Linked DNA regions of Sus scrofa: region 2 is linked to region 1. Evidence: chromatin contacts called from public Hi-C data. All regions are on one chromosome and are shown on one strand. Each heading gives the region's core, a stretch centred on a gene start, on an enhancer-like site or on the middle of the called end of the contact. The rest is flanking DNA. Distances are from core to core; before and after follow the strand shown. Region 1 overlaps TJP1 (tight junction protein ZO-1). Region 2 overlaps TJP1 (tight junction protein ZO-1).

What was found. Hi-C and Micro-C count contacts between places; a contact is called where the count stands out from the background.
Region 2: a Hi-C map of omental adipose tissue shows a contact between it and region 1, with 1.6 times the contacts expected there. The contact joins two enhancer-like sites. A contact is called at or near these places in 3 of 47 Hi-C or Micro-C datasets (embryonic fibroblasts, fibroblasts and omental adipose tissue).

The regions. Positions count from the first base shown.
Region 1 is chr1:144,999,551-145,002,791 of Sscrofa11.1, forward strand. It overlaps TJP1 (tight junction protein ZO-1), which reads right to left. Exons shown (of 28, transcript XM_021098856.1): 6 at 349-625. Among named protein-coding and RNA genes, the nearest start is that of SEH1L, 74 kb to the right of the region's middle. Within about 2 kb of position 1,716, at least 4 of the 83 cell types and tissues checked have an H3K27ac peak or open chromatin away from gene starts, as enhancers often do. A contact at or near this core is called in omental adipose tissue, where this site is marked.
Region 2 is chr1:145,159,052-145,162,198 of Sscrofa11.1, forward strand. The region is part of intron 2 of TJP1 (tight junction protein ZO-1); the gene reads right to left. Among named protein-coding and RNA genes, the nearest start is that of TJP1, 35 kb to the right of the region's middle. Within about 2 kb of position 1,595, at least 15 of the 83 cell types and tissues checked have an H3K27ac peak or open chromatin away from gene starts, as enhancers often do. A contact at or near this core is called in omental adipose tissue, where this site is marked.

The sequences.
Region 1 (3,241 bases), core at 466-2,965:
CGATGGTTTCTGCCCAGAGGAATACTACTACTGATCCAAATAGCTACATAAAACACTGAATTTCAAATGTAATGAGCTGACATTTCTTGTACTAGCCTCTTCTAATCACAAGTAATTGAACTACTGGACAATTTATTTGAAGCACTATTTGCTACCAAAAAAACGATTCAAGAAGAGAAAAGAGATGATCCCTGAAGTCTCACATGAGAGGATTTGACTTAAAGCAACAGGACACAAGAAAGAAGATAAAAAAAGACAACAAAGCAAAGAGAGAGATACCAAAATTACTTCTCATTAAAATTAGTCTTAAAATTTTCAGGTGAAAATGACAAACTAGTTAGAAAATACCTTCATTTTTCCGGGATTTCACCAGTGTGACTTTGGTGGGTTTGGTGGGTTGACTGGAGGCCACAGACCGCCTATCGGATCTTGGAGACAGACTCTTATCCCTACTGGCACTTCTCTCCCTGGCCCAGCTCTTCTCACTCCTCCTATGGTTAGGACCCCCACGGCCACTTCTTGGGTCGTGTGCTTCTTCCTCATAACTATCCTCTTCATTCTCAGACACCGGGTCAGGATCAGGACGACTTACTGGTATCTGAACTTTCTTCTTCCTGCGAATGGTCTAAAAATAAGAAAGATCACAATACGAGCTGAAAATTTTCATATATGTACCTTCAGTTCCTAAAATAAAGGGAAATCATGTTTTATTGTTCCATATTAATTATGAATAAGAAATATAATACAAAATTATGGAGTTCCCATTGTGGCACGGTGGTTAACAAATCCCGACTAGGAACGATGAGGTTGTGGGTTTGATCCCTGGCCTTGCTCAGTGGGTTAAGGCTCCTGCATTGCCGTTAGCTGTGGTGTAGGTTGCAGATGCAGCTCGGATCTGGCATTGCTGCGCCTCTGGTGTAGGCTGGCAGCTACAGCTCTGATTAGACGCCTGGCCTGGGAACCTCCATATTGCACGGGTGTGGCCCTAAAAAGACAAAAAGACCAAAAAAAGGAAATATAATACAAAATTGTAACAAATTACTAAGGAATAAATTTCCATAATAGTTGTCTTTCCTGCTCTCCTGATAAACAGATCTGGTTAAAAAGCAAATTTGGAATAGAGGACCTAATAAAGTTCTTAATTAATTCAGGTGATCTTCAAGGTGTAATTACTATAAGCTAAAAGGAAAACTAATAATTATTGGTGGTTTGAATAAAGGAGGGAGTGATGTACTCTAATACATCATCAAATATGCTGCAGTTGTTACCAAACCACAGCAAACTTGCAGGCCCAACTTGACTTCTTAAAAATTTCAAAATCCATCAGTATCAAGGCCCACAACTGTCCTTCTGGAACTCTAAGAGCTAAGTTTATTGTACCTCTGCACTAATACTTAGTGTGCTGGAGCCAACAACTCCATGACATTTTACTAATATAAACTGCTTTCAGTTTCTTTCTCTCTTCAATGTATAATTTCTGGTCTAGGTAAAAATTCCTTCTTCTGGCTTTCTTTCCTCAATTGACTCTGGTACTGGTTCAATTTCCCCTGTACACTACTTCCTTCAGTTTCTCTACATTCAAGAGAATATATGCATTGCCTTCTGACTGAGTGGCCTCTTAACCCCTGGACTGCACTTTGCCTTCTCACACCAGTATACACTTAATCTCGTCAAAGATCTACAAGGTCTTCCTTATCTCTGACTTCTGATATCTTAATCTACTGAAACTTTTCCACATCCATCTTACTTCTGGCTTCCCCATGCCCTCCTATTCCCCTGGTCCATCAAGCCCCTCCTGGTTTCAAGTGCTTTCCTCCCAAGTTCAGTGAAATGCCATGCTGCAATATTTTAATAATCTTCTCAAGCCGAAGGACACCACAGCCCTGTAGCCTGCCCTGCCAGGGTCCAGTCCACCCGAGTAGGCTGACACCAACCCTGGACCTCCAGGGCCCTGTAGCCAGAGATCACAAGACTAGCCTGCTTATCCTTGGCACTAGCCCTGGGACACACAGGACCCTGTCCCTGCCCACCAGTAGGCCAATACCAGCTCTGAAACACCTTGGACCCATCAGGCAGATACCCTGGGATCCAGCCCCACTCAATAAAATGGCGAACCTGGAAGAAATGAACAAATGCCTAGAAATGTACAGTTTCCCAAGACTAACCAGAAAGAAACAGAAAATACAGACAGACCAATTACCAATAATGAAACTAAATTAGTAATTTAAAAACTCCAAACAGGGAGTTCCCATTGTGGCTCAGTGGGTTATGAACCCAACCAGTATCCAAGAGGATGTGGGTTTGATCCCTGGCCTTGCTCAGTGGCTTAAGGATCCTGCAGTGCTGTCAGCTGTGGTGTAGGTTGCAGATATAGCTTACATCCTGCCTTGCTATGGCTGTAGAGTAGGCTGGCAGCTGCAGCTCCGATTTGACCCCTAGCTGGGAACTTTCATATGCTACGGGCGTGGCCCTAAAAGGCAAATAAATAAGGAACTCCCAACAAACAAAAGTCCAGGACCAGATGGGTTCACAGGTAAATCCTACCAAACACTTAGGGAAGAGTTAACATGTATCCCTCTCAACCTCTTCCAAAACACTGCTTCTGAATGCATTTTATGAGGCCAGTATCATCCTGACAGCAAAACCAGACAAAGATATCACACACAAAAAAAATTACAGGCCAATATCATGATAAACACAGATAAAAATTCCTCAACAAAATACCAGCAAACCAAATTCAACAATATATTAATGGATCATACACCATGACCAAGTGGAATTTATCCCAGGGATGTAGGGATGGTTCAATATCCAAGGAAAGGAATTCAAATTGGAAAGGAAGAAGCACAATGTTTGCTGTTTGAGGATGACATGATACTGCATGAGAAAATCCTAAAAATGCCACCAATAAAATACTGGACCTCATCAATAAGTTCAGCAAAGTCTCAGGTACAAAATTAAAACAGATACTGCTGCAGTTCTATACACTAAAAATGAACTATCAGAAAAAGAAACTAAGAAAACAATCCCATTCATAATCCCATCAAAAAATAAATGCCTGACAATAGATCTAACTAAGAAGGTAAAAAGACCTGGTCATAGAAAATATAAAGACACTGATGCCAGAAATTGAAGATGACATGAACAGATGGAAAGATACACGGAGTTCAAGGATTAAAAGAATTAATGCTATTAAAATGACATACTATTCAAGGCAATCTAGAGATCCAATGCAATCCCT
Region 2 (3,147 bases), core at 345-2,844, 160 kb after region 1:
CTTTGGAAATAAAGCAAGCAATCTAAATGTCGAACAATGGAAGAATCGATGAACTGTAATATGTCCATATAAAGAATAGCAAAAAGCCATTAAAATTGTATTAAAAGAATACAGAATGAAAAAAAAAAAAGCAGACCACAAAGAGTATATGTACATTACATGCACCTGCAACATGGATGTGGGGGATATCCACTGCCATCTCTAAATACCAGCCCCTTCCCTGAGGACCTCCGTGTTCGTGTAGCCACAGGGACAGGGGCTTATCTGGGACTGCGGTGGGCAATCCAAGTCCCTTCCCCAGAAATGTGCAATTGAGACCATGAGATTCGACCTGGCTGCTCCCCTGAATGGGAAAGCTCTGGCCCCAGGCCCAGTTTGCACAAATGCTGGGGCCTTCAGTTTTCTGAGGAATGCTGGTAGTCTCCCTGACTGTGGTCTGGCCTGACACTCACTGCACTTGACCTCCCTGTTCTCAGTGGTAACTGTAATAGCAAGGGCACCCCCTGGGAGCACCGCCAGCTGGCATCCACCTGGGCCAGCAGCTCCCTGCAGCATCCTCTTATTTCACTTGCTCCAACCACAGAAGACAGTCCAAGAGCCACACCAACAACTATTGCTCAGGCCAGACTATGATTTCTAACCACTCGTCTAAAGGAGGGGACAGCATCTAGCCACAAGTGCTAAGGGGCTCATGCACTTCAGCCAGGGTTGGACCCTCCACCCCTTGACATCCTGAGCTGCACATCCATCTCCCTTCAGCTTCCTCTTATCCTGGGAAAGAGCAGCATAGCAGACATGGCAAGAAAACCCATGAGCTGTGAAGGGGAATCTTCAGGCCGCTCTGAGCTGAGTGCCATCTGTGACAGCACCTGTGCCTTGGAGAACAGAGCAGGCACCCAGCAGATCCCTGAGACCAGGCTCTGTCTTCTCCTGCCCAGTCACTAAAGCCACTCACTCAGTGCTCATGGCCAAGTTACCTTGGTGCAATATGGAGCAGGACATGTACCTCAATGAAGGCCTCCATCAAGTGTCACTGTCCATCCCTTTTTGTGCTATGTCCTTTTCTTTTTTTTTTCTTTTTTTTGTCTTTTTGCCATTTCTAGGGCCACTCCCGAGGCATATGGAGGTTCCCAGGCTAGGGGCTGAATCGGAGCTGTAGCCACCGACCTACGCCAGAGCCACAGCAATGCGGGATCTGAGCCGTGTCTGCAACCTACACCACAGCTCACGGCAACGCCAGATCCTTAACCCACTGAGCAAGGGCAGGGACCGAACCCGCAACCTCATGGTTCCTAGTCGGATTCGTTAACCACTGCGCCATGACGGGAACTCCCTACTTCCTTTGCTATTAAGAAAACATTTAAAAACAAAGAGATGCTGACCTGCTGCTGTGAACCTAGTCATTACAACCTGTAGTACAGCATTCAGCAAGAGCCCAGGAAGTAATTCCTATAGACACACACACACACACACACACACACACACACACACACACTCTCACTCGCCCACGCGCTCACTCGCTCTCTCCTTATCTGCATTGCACTTGGAAGTACCCATCACACTGAGTCAACAGGCTTCTGGAATTCATGAGCAGGTCAGCAGTTTCTGACACATTCTCCTTCAACTCTCTGACTGACAGAGCTTCCTCTTTTTACAGCTTTATTGAGGTCTACTTCACATACCATAAAATTCACCCACTGAAAGGGTAAAGTTCAGTGGTTTTTATTATTTACAGGCAGACCTTCACCAGGAGAGAGTGGAAGATAAAAAATAAATTAACATCCTCTGTTCTCAGCCACATCATCTTCCCCTCCTCCACTCTGTTTTCCTGGGCACTCCACTTAACCCAAGAACATCTTCAGCCCCTTGGTATCTGGCAAGCCTGGGAGGGAGCCAGGAGCAATGGCAGTGGGCTTGGCTCATGAGGGAAAAAGTGCCATGTTCAGAATACATGATCTTACTGAAAACCAAAGAAACAAGGATAAAAAGGGGGTGAAAGAAATAAAACCTTTTTTTTTGTACTTTTAAAGTACAGAGAGCAAGTTGAGAGTATAGTCAAAAGCTGAGTTTTTTAAAAATAGCCTTTTGTGTGATCTTTATCCTTACCCCACACAGTAAGATCTCACAAATAACCATTAAATAGTAAAGAATTATTTGAGATAAGGAATGAATTATTTTGATGGACAATGAAAGACCCAAAGATATGTAAAAATCCCAGAAAAAACCTCTATAAACACAAATCATAGAAAAAACATAACAGAAATATACCTAAATAGCTCATAAATCACAATAAGTATAAATAAATGAAATGTATGCTTTAAGTGGATAAAAATTTAGATTGTGTAAAAAGAAAAATAAACCCCACAAGATACATAGAGACACATCCAGATAGAGAGAGGTTAAGAATAAAAAGAGGAAACAAATACATCTATGGGAGGAATAGAAATTCTGGGAATGGAGGTCTAGGTGATTCAGACTAAGCCTCCCTCTGAACATAACTGGAAAACCATAAAGGACATTTTCTTGAAGGAATCACAGAACCAACAAGGTAGCAAAGAAGTGCCAAACCAAATCCTGGGAGAATGGAGGTCTGGCAATGTGAACCAAGCATCTCCCTGGGGTGCCCTCTGATTCTGGAGTGTGACTCCACCAGGACAGAAATTGGAGTCCAAGTCCCACCAAAGTCAGAGAGACTGCGAAACTTCCTTATTTGGGGCTGGGATTCTGAAGGAATGCTCGCTCCAAGTAAAGAAACCAGCAGGTCTTCACAAGTACTACAGCTCAGTTCTGAACCATCTAAGTCCTGGAAACTGGACTAAGGTGTTCCCAGAGTGCAAGAGATGCCAAGTGCCTGGCAAAAACAAACACAGACCCATTTTGGAAAAAGATTAGACATCAATGTATATTTAATTCTTTTCTATTTTTTTTTTTGATACTCAGTAAAAAATAACCAGAAATACAAAAGATGAGCCTCTATGGGAAAAAAGCCCTACAAGAAATAGAATATCCATAATTTCTCTGGATATTGGAGAGTGAGACACATATTATAAGATAACTCTGCTTACTGTGTTCAACGAGGTAAAAGAGAGAATGGGAAATTACAAAGAAGAAACAATGAACATTTGAAAGGAGGCTCAATCTCATTAG